2 separate regions of the Mus musculus genome follow, and region 1 is linked to region 2. A link is a contact called in public Hi-C data. All regions are on one chromosome and are shown on one strand. The core of a region is the stretch at or near the end of the contact, and the rest is flanking DNA. Distances in the headings are between cores, read along the strand shown. Region 1 has its middle 100 kb from the start of Gm26071. Region 2 has its middle 71 kb from the start of Mir680-3.

The links. A called contact is a pair of places that touch in the nucleus more often than the background predicts.
Region 1: a Hi-C map of bone marrow-derived macrophages shows a contact between it and region 2, with 2.3 times the contacts expected there. The contact joins two enhancer-like sites. A contact is called at or near these places in 1 of 484 Hi-C or Micro-C datasets (bone marrow-derived macrophages) and 1 of 9 other capture datasets (embryonic stem cells).

Annotation. Positions count from the first base shown.
Region 1 is chr12:35,336,341-35,341,423 of GRCm38.p6, forward strand. No RefSeq gene overlaps it. Among named protein-coding and RNA genes, the nearest start is that of Gm26071, 100 kb to the right of the region's middle. Within about 2 kb of position 2,096, at least 32 of the 459 cell types and tissues checked have an H3K27ac peak or open chromatin away from gene starts, as enhancers often do. A contact at or near this core is called in bone marrow-derived macrophages, where this site is marked.
Region 2 is chr12:35,263,854-35,268,742 of GRCm38.p6, forward strand. No RefSeq gene overlaps it. Among named protein-coding and RNA genes, the nearest start is that of Mir680-3, 71 kb to the left of the region's middle. Within about 2 kb of position 3,363, at least 20 of the 459 cell types and tissues checked have an H3K27ac peak or open chromatin away from gene starts, as enhancers often do. A contact at or near this core is called in bone marrow-derived macrophages, where this site is marked.

The DNA of each region.
Region 1 (5,083 bases), core at 846-3,345, 71 kb after region 2:
GTTGAGTATTTAATTCTCAAAGGAAGAAATACAAGTTACTAATTAGTATTTGAGAAATTGGACAAAATACTTAACCAACAGGGGCATGCACACTGAAACTACAGTGAGCTTCTGTCTCATCAGTCAGAGTAGCTCACAAGAAGACAAAGGACCACAACACTGCCCAGGATCTAGATAAAGAGGAACTCATATATACTGATGGTGCAATGTAGACTTGGGCAGCCACAATGAAAGTCAGTGTAGAGGTTTGAAAAAGAATCTAAATAGGAGCTAGGCTATAGCTTTGCTAGTAAAATAATTGACACACCTGCATAAAGTCCTGTCTCCCAAAGTAGATTTAAAATAATCTTTAACAATTTGTTATTTAAATTTCATTTTTTCAAGGCTTGTTCTTGAGTTTATTTTAATTAATTAACTAATCACTAATTAATTAAATTCATTGACAATAGAGTCATCTCTCATACATCATGACTACAGTTTTCTATCCCTCCACTCTTTCCAGCTTCCTCCCTCCACTTCCCGTCTCCTCCAGATCCACTCACCCTACTCCTTTCAGAAAAGAGCAGTCCTCCAAGAGACAACAACCAAATACAATAAAACATCACAGCAAGCCAAGGCAAAAGGCCCTCAAACCAAGGCTGGGCAAGGCCAGGAAGGAAAAGAAGCCAAGGAGGCAGAGACACACCTGCTCCTGTGATAAGGTATTCCACAAAAGCACCAAGCTAACATTTACAACGTATATGCAGACGACCTGGTGCAGACTCCTGCAGACCCTGTGCTTACCACTTCAGTCTCTGTGAGCCATATATGCTCTGCATATTTGATTCAATAGTCTGTGGTCTGATGTCCTCCATTCCCTGACTCCTATAGTCTTGTGGATTGGGTCTTAAGCTACATTAGTCATTGTTTGCTCACTCTCACAAGCTCTTGCCCACCAACTTGCTCCAGCACATCTTGTAGGCAGGATGGACTGTAGGTCAAAGGCTTGCCTGCACTATTGGTATTCTGTTCAGAAAGTCATCTCCTGTGCCAGTGATTTCAAGACTGTTCCCCACTTTCTCTTCTATCAGGTTCAATGAGTCTGGTTTTATGTTGAGGTCTTTGATCCACTTGAACTTGAGTTATGTGCAGGTGATAAATATGAATCCATTTGCATTCTTCTATATACAGACTTTAGTTTGACCAACATCTTTTGTGAAGGATGCTTTTTTTTCCATTGTGTATTTCTGGCTTCTTTATATAAATTCAGGTATCCATATGTGTGTGGATATATGTCTGGATTTTCAGTTTGATTACATTGATTAATGTACATGTTTTTATGCCAATACCATGTGGGCGTTATTACTATAGCTTTGTAATACAACTTGAAATCAAGGATGGTGGTGATATCTTCAGCAGTTCTTTCATTGTTCAGGATTGTTTAGAAATCCTTGGTTTTTTGTTTATCTATATGAAGTTGAGGCTTGTACTTTCAAGGCCTGCAAAGAATTTTTCCTTTGTAAGTGTACCATGTGTGTGCAGGTGCCCACAGAGAGTATTGAACCCCATGGAGTGAAGTACCTGATGTGAGTAATGGAACTTGGGTCTTCTAGAGGAGCAGCAGGTCATCTAAATCTTTGCTGAGTCTTCTCTCCATCTCTTCCACTGTGCTTTATAGGGGATACATTGGGTATTCTCATTATACCATTTCTATTGGATTTCCTTTACTTTTCAAGTCTTAATATTCTTGCTGAATCAGTTGATGACTTCTGAACCCAATATTGTTAATTTCCTCATCTGTTTTGCTGACTCTTTCCTGTGTGTGTCTGGCTTCTCACTCAGCATCCTAGATTGGATCCATCTCCTTTGAAAATCCTCATTTATATAATTGATTATTTATATAAAACTTTAGGAATTTTTGTATGGATCCCTACCTATTTCATTATCTTTGGATTCAGTCCTTTCAGAGAGTCATGATGCTGCATTCTTCATCTTTCTTGCATGGCTCTTGAGATTTGTGGTTTGGTTGTTTCCCCTTTTCTCAGAAAGGGGATGGTTATTGAGTGACTTAGTTATGACGTTTCCATATCCATGACCACTAAATAAGGAAGAGATAAGCTGATGCTGTGTAGAAAGCAACAGCCTATGCATGATAAAGAAACACAACTAGAATGAACTATAGTGCATCAGTTGTCAGCTCTCTGCTGGCAGGTCCAGGCAAGAGGAGAGAACCCTGGTCCAGCCAAGTTTCTCCAGGTCTGAGCAGGATGGTGAGTGTCCATGGTTCAAAACAAACATACCCAGGCTGGGAGTCTTGTCAAAGCAGGAACTCGCTTGAATGTGGCAGGTCAAGGAGGTGGTGATAGAAGTATGGGCTGAGATGACATATGGGGTGGAGTGAGATGACGAAGGGTGTGGGGTGATCTCACAGGACCTATAAGAGAATGATACATCAGCAGTAGCTAGGCAGAGGCAATCTCAAAATTCAGGTTGGTAGGTTGTGCTGAGTCATTCTCAAAAATGAAGCCAGGCTTGGGTTTGTCCTCAAGGCCCAAACGAAGGCCAAATAGGGCCTAACAATCAGTGTATCACTAACTACTGTGGAAACAGAATGCAGAAAACTACTCTAGAGGAGGCTCAGAAGTTAAACACTATTTAAGGTAACTGTAGAAGTAGTAAGTGCACAAAATGAAGGAGCCAGGAAAGAGGAGTAAAAGGGCTAAATAAATGAACAGGGAATCAGAGGGAAAAGCAAAGCTGTAGAGGGGAAGGGAAAATTGAAGATTAGAAAAAAGTAAGAAAGGAAAGGCCAACTAAGATGAGCAAGAAGGTGGTGGAGAGATGAGAGAGAAAGAGAAGTGGGATGCTTCATGCACTGTGAAGAGAGGAGGACCTGGAGACACTACAGCAACACACCACAGAGGAACAGGCTGATGTGATAGGCTTATGCTGCCACCTGAGGCCATTGGTGATAGCTCTTCCATGCTGTCGCCAAGGGCTATGTCTGAGTCTATGGCCCTATTACAGCAGATGTCTATGTTGATGTCCACAGCCCATGTTACCACCACAAGCCATGGAGACATCCCGGGCTGGGTTGGCTATATTGATATCTGACAACTATGCTGAGCTGGTCCTGCCCCCTCACCAGACATGATAGTAAGGAGAGCTGGCTGGTCAGCTGGGCAGCAAGGGAAAGCTGACCCTAGTTCATGGGTGAGGATAGCTGGGAGGATGACAAACTCAGCTACCACCCAGGTCCAGATGCAGGGCTTTGAGCTGGCCTACTCCAGCATCTACACCACCCATGGGCTGTTGGAACTCGTAAAGGGACTGGTTCTGTAGATCGAAAGCTGCAAGACCAACATGTCACAGGGCAGCAACAGGATATCCAAGAGTGTCCTGTGAGGATCTGGTAATGATAGTGTAGCAGAAGCCAGAGGCCTTAAGCCAGACTCATTGCAATGACCATTGGCAGGTAGAACTGTGTGGACAAAAGGGTATATTGTGTGACACACCAGGACACACTGCAGCTTCAACAGCAAGATGTTTTATTTATTTTTTACCTAATTTTATTATTTATTTTCTTTTGTTGGGGAGGTTGCAAGGGTGAATGGTGGGCAGGAAGCAATGGGGAGATGAATGGGCCTAGGCTGCATGATTCATTCCATGTGCCTTGTATCATAAATGACTTGGATCTCATGTCTTTCATTACATAAGTTTCCCCTTTCAAGTTACACAGTGCCAGTATGTAATCAGCATCTGACAATCCTGAGCTTAAAGACTTTGTCCACCTACAGATGTACAGCCTCAGAGAAGAGCCTTGTACAGATCTGCATAGGTAGGAATTACAGGAATCTGGTACCCACAGCCAATCCTGTATCATATGTAGTGCAGGCTGTCAAAGGACTGAAAGTGTGTTTATCAGTTTCTTCTCACATTGGTGTGATAAAATATTCTGACAGAAGTGAATTGAAATTTACCTTGTCTTTAAGTTGATTTGTTGATATAGACACCATCACAGTCATACAAATAGAAAACCGAGTAATGGATACAAAGACTTTCACTGCAGAGGGGACATGTCAAGCCTGGAGGACAGAAACAGCTTCTCTCAGTCAGGGGAACAGCTTTTTTTCTGATGCCAGTGTTTAAGACCTTTTACATTATGCCAAACTGCAGACTATCCACAGCACATTTCCCAAAAGACCATTGGTTTTGTAGGTCAGAATCATGTTATTTCCATTACTATTACTGAATGAAGAGGCTAGTTCACGAGGGATGAAGGACGCTGTCATTCATCTGTTCCTGTGTGCTATCCACAGGGAGGTATGTGCTATGTCGAGGACGTATTTTTGTCCTGAAGGCTGAAGTTGGGTACCTCGCATAGGGGGTCAGCCATACCCCTGTCAGATTTATGTCACGATCAAATGGTTTATCGAGGGTGGTTTCGGCACTATCTGTTGCAGTCTGGAAGAGACACTGTAAAACCCACAGAAAAAGATAACTTTTAGTTCCTTTAGGGTCAATATGACCTCCTGATACATCCTTTAGCCAATGTTTCTGCTTGCTGTTTATGGAATCAGATAATATTTATAAGTTACATCTTAAAGTAGATGATTAAAAAATAACTAAGACATAATAACATGTAAAAGATAAAGAAGCAGAAGATAAGCACTATAAAACAGTAAAATACAAGCCAAGAATTAATAAAAGATTAGAGAGAGATGATAATGAAAACTGAAAGATTAAAGAAAATCTTGAAAGAGCAAATATTAGCTACAAGGGGAAACCTAAGTCCTAGAATAGGGTGTATATATTCAGAGTGTGTGATAACAGCGGTCAGAAGAGTAAGAAAGGCAAAGCCCAGTTGTTAAATGGACCATTTGGGCTGAGGCTGTGGACAGTCCCCAGTCTTCCGCCTCTATTCTTGCTGGGAGCCTTGACAGCGTTCCTGTTCCCCAGAGAGGTGGTTTCACCAGCACAGGGGAGTTTTGAACCATGAAGATCCCTTCTTGTATTTCTGCAACATGAGCTCATCCCTGATTTCCAGTCAGGCAGAGATTACCACACTCTGCCTCAACCTACGATCTTTTAGCATATTTAAATG
Region 2 (4,889 bases), core at 2,113-4,612:
TGCCGTCCCAGGGTAGATACATGCCTAAAAACCTCCAGTGTATTAGTTGATCTAGAAGATTGTGAAAGGAGAGTCTACTTTACTTAACAGTAGTCTGCTTAGCCAGCTTTTGCTAAGCTTTCTCTCTATACAAGTTCACTCTCTTTAGCTGTACATGTGGGGCAGGTGAGGCTATCTTCCCTACCCTGGCCCCAGGGTCTCGCAGTAAATTAACTTCAGCATGGGATGTAGACTAAGCCAATAAGCACTTTCCCTGTGTCTGTGGGCTGCTGGCAGCCATGTCTCCTGCTAGTAGAGGAGGACAACTTCTGTGGGAAGCCCACAGATCAAGGAAAAGGTGGGCAGGCACAAGAGGTCAATGGAGACCAGAAGAGGAGGCAAGTTCTTGGTGCATTGACTCTTGTAGTTCTTTCTCTATTGTAGCTCTGATCCCAGTGAACACTGTAGCTTTCTTCCCTTAGGCTATGTTTCTTCTATGATTCTGAGTCTGCTTTCCTCTTGAGGATGTCTAGCTTGCCCCTGCACACTAGGCTGGAAGGATGAAGAGGAGATGGGAATGGGTGGGGTCTGCAAGATACCTGCTGAGAGTGAGCTGCCTGGGAGTGAGTACTGTTTCCAGAAAGGTTTTAGTGCTCAGCTCTCTTAGATAATATTCAATGAAGCAGCTCTCTTAGATGACCTTCAGTGAAATAGTTTCTTGATGGACACTTTATTTGGGGTGAGCAAAGACTATGCATGAACTTTGGAGAGTAAGAAGGAGTTTTCATGGTGGATGTAAATCATTAGCTGGGGTTTAAAATACTGGGAGTGCCTCCTTTGCATGGAGAGGCATTCCAGGAATCCCAGGTACTTGCTGGGTGAGTTCTTATCAGGAAAGAAGTTGAACTTGAAGGTAAAGGGTTTGGGGGTAGGTCTCCCCCAGATAAAGTTAGGAAGGGGAAGCCCTGCTAGAAAAGGGAGTCTTCCATTTTGTGCCTAGCTCCAAAGAGCTATCAGACATAGTAGACTGAGACCTCAAGTAGCAGGATTTCCCAAAACTCTTCCACTTGTATGGAATCAGATGTTAATACAATTGCCCTTTCTACCTCCAAATTCCCTCTACCCTTCACTATAACCATGTTTTCTTGCTTTTTCTTTCTTTTTTTTTTCCCATGGAACATTGATGGCACAACTTCCTCCTGTGAAGAATGTGTGATCAGAAAAACAAATGAATGCTTGCGAGTTTCTAGATCAAAGCACTGACCTGGGGCATAATCTCAGAATAACCCTCTGAGGCCCTCATTGGTTTTGGAGGCCATTTTGAGGTTGTGCTGGACAACCAAATTCTTAGTGCTATGGGTGGAGCTGACTTGAGTTGAATCTGACTTCCACTCTGGACTCTGTTATCTCAAGCTGTAGAAGTTTTGTGGAGGATCAGTTTTTAGAAAAACACAGTTTAGTCCTTTCTGTTTCAAACAGCAGAGAGCGAACTGATGTCATAGTAACAAAGTTCAAGGTCTTTAGGGGAGCTCTTCCCAGGAGTCCATTGTCTGGACTCCAGAGGCAGGGCCTGAACTGCACTCAGTGGCTTCTTTAACCTAATACACAGAGACTCTCAGATGCTTAAATATCTGCGAGTTGGCAGACTGTTTCCTGCTAAGTGGGCTTGCTTTATACTTCAGGACCAGTGAATTCTGTTTAAAGATGTTAGTGCTCACATGCTTTTTATTAAATCAAACTTAACTTATACCAAGTTAACTTATACCAAGAGTATTTTAACATCTACCAAACCTTCAGAGTTATCTTTTGTTCCGATGTGGCTTCCTCTTTGACCTTAGTACATATTAGGCCTGGCATTTTAGCTGACTGGAAGGTGAAGACATGTGAACCTGGCAGAGAAGGGCAAAGCTCACAGGAAGCACCGGATGCAGAGCCAAGGCCTGCGGGAGTAGGTAGCTAGGAATTGAAGCCTGGATTCCAGCTTAGCTGCTGGGAAATGATGGATTTTCCTTGCTGTCTTCTTACCTAATGTTGGGGACAGCAAAAGCATTTTAGGAGGAAGCAGGCTTATTAAAATACTTTGAAAGATGGGACCCAATTCAGTAAGCATGAAAGCTGTGATTCATGCAGCTCATTTTCTTCCCTGACAGTAACAGGCTTGATACGGAAATAAAATAAGTCCTGTCTCTGCCAAGCACATCCCAAGTTACAGACAAACATGAGTTCTGTTTCCCAAACACTTCCTTTACTTTATAATTCTGTAATTACAAATTTTACGGTTCAACTGGGCAAGCATGGGATCCTGAATCAGAACTGAATAATATTTGAGGCATAAAACTGAAGTGAAGTTGAGGATGTGGATTTTTCAAACTCTCTTCTCTTAAATGGATAAGGAGGAATTAAAGAGAGTGTGTGAGGACAGTGCCTGAGTCCTGCTCAGTAAACTGCCTGCAACCAGGAAAGCTGGAATACAAATGACCTATATGATATGTCAAATATAAGTTAGGACACTTCAATGATTTAACTTCTACTGGCTATTGTATGTTGGCTCCACAAACAGTCTTTCAGCTATAGCCTCTTGCAGCCACTAACTAGAGTTTGGTCAGCCCCTGGTAAGCAGCCTGCTTGCATAAATGACCATGGAAAGCAGCAGAAAACAGTGAACTTCTGCACAGTCCACTTAGGTTTTAGGAACATAGCTTCCCTTTCCATATACTCCCATTCCTTTTAGCCCCATGGCTGTTGATAACTGCAGATAGCATCCTTCCTTGTAGAAATTCCTCCTGGAACCCAAAATGCCTTCCTAGTTATCAAACCATCCAGAGAAGAATACCAACACAGCCTTCCATGTTTCCCACCCTCTTCCCTTTTCCAAGTAATCCTTGCAATCATTCCTGTGATTGAACTGGGATGCTCAAAAGTATCACATTTCCCAAGATGGCATCAGAGATGAGCTAAAGATCTCTCAGGGAGGCAGGCCCCAGGTATCGGTAGTGTGGCAAGCCCCGGGCTGATGTTGGAGTCCAGTTAAGGCTGAGACAGTTCCTTTTTGCTGAGACTGACTGTAGGAATCTTGCATTTGCTGCCTCTTAAGTCATGACAGATGGCGGTATTTTCTCTAAATATTAATACTACTCTTTTCAACTATAGAGCCTAGATACCCATTCCAGGAAGCATTCTCTTCAATATCCTGTTAAGCAAGGATGAAACAGCAGGCTCCAGCAAGGAATGTGCCGAAGGTCTCCTGTCTTCCTTAGCATTGGCCCCCTCAACAGGGAGATGGTCATAAAGTTAACCCGTACCCAGTGTTTGTTCTGAAAATGAGTTGCACAGATGCCTGCTGTCAGCTTGCCTTCTAGCTACTCATTGTCAGGACAAAGGAAAGCAGAAGTCACATGTGGCTGGTGGCTGGCGGCTGGCATTCTCTCTCCCTCCTTGTGGAAGAGATGCATGTTGCTGAGGCTTTTTTTGTTGTGGTTTTAACCCCTGGTGCTTTGGTTGTAGTGGTTTGTAAAATGAGTGTAGTTGGGAGAAAATTTTCCATCTGTGAAACCGGGGAACACCACTCTAAATTGTGAGGAGTAAAGGAAGAAGAATTCTGTTACAAAGATAGCCAGCTGCCTCAGAGATGCGGTGATGAAATCCTGCACAGGCTGAGGATAAACAGATACTTTGTGGCGGAAAGGACTGAGAATTTGGAATCTGGAACCTCCATTCTGCCTTTGACTCAGCTGGTGTCTGCATTGGGAGGGCTAGAAAGCAGTGGTTAATAACCAGATACATAAGTCTACATCCACCAGGCAGAGAGCCAGTCCTGGCTTTGCTGTTGATGGGACAAGTCTTTACTCTGTGTCTCAGTTTCCTCACATCTAAAGAGGAGAACATAATGGTACCTGCATTGAAATTTTCACGATTAAATTAGTATGTATTCTAATGATCTGTAAGATTTCAAATAATCATAAATTAGACACTTCATCTCTCTCCCCTCTTTAAATTCTTTATTATTATGTGCTAACCTGTAACTTTCCAAGTTCCCTCCTTCAATGTAATGATCCTGCATAGTTAGGCATTTTTCTTCTTTTTCTTACTTTTAGTACAATTAGCATTCAAATAGATGGAAACCACAGAGCAATGTATTACAATCAATTAATGATATGCCAGAAAATTATGTTAAAATATCCAAACCATGATTTAAAAAAAAAAAAACCCAGCTCACTGTTTAGGAAGAGTTGTTCTTGGCAGTGAGAAAAACAGCCCATTGTCCCAGATAAGTTATGAGTTTAGAGAACTGGACCCTGAGGAGAAGTCACCAGTAACCCCCACAGTCTGGTCCCAAATTCACAGTAACTGGACCTCATGTCTTGGCTCCCGCTTTTCCTCGACCTGGGATTAATTTTGGCTCCATCTGGCTGCAGAATGCAGAGCTGCCCTTAAATGACTCACTTGGTTAAGAGCACCCCATCTTAACTAGAATCTCTCTCCTGCAGAGTGTACTGGGTTGTACTGAGAATCTTTGTCTTCTGTGTACTTGTCTTGCTTTCAGTGTAGTCTGTGGAGCTCCTAGCTACACCACATAGTACATCATACCCCACAGACTTGAGGAGAAAAGTTTTATTCTTTCATAAATTTAAAACGATTTTTTTTATAACTAGTAGTTTTAATTTTCTATGCAATTCAAAGAAAATATAGAGATAGTCATATGACACCCTGTCATGCAGAATACCCATCGCTATCAGAATAAATCTTCCAAGTCAGGATGTTTGGCTTGTTACAGTGGGTGAGCTTGTACTGACGCCTCATCATTTCCCAGTCACACTTTCCTCAGAGTTCCCTCTGCTGTGGTACATTTTAAGGGCTTGGATTTGAGTTTGTTATGCAGTTGAGGCTGGCCTTGAACTCTTGATCTTCCT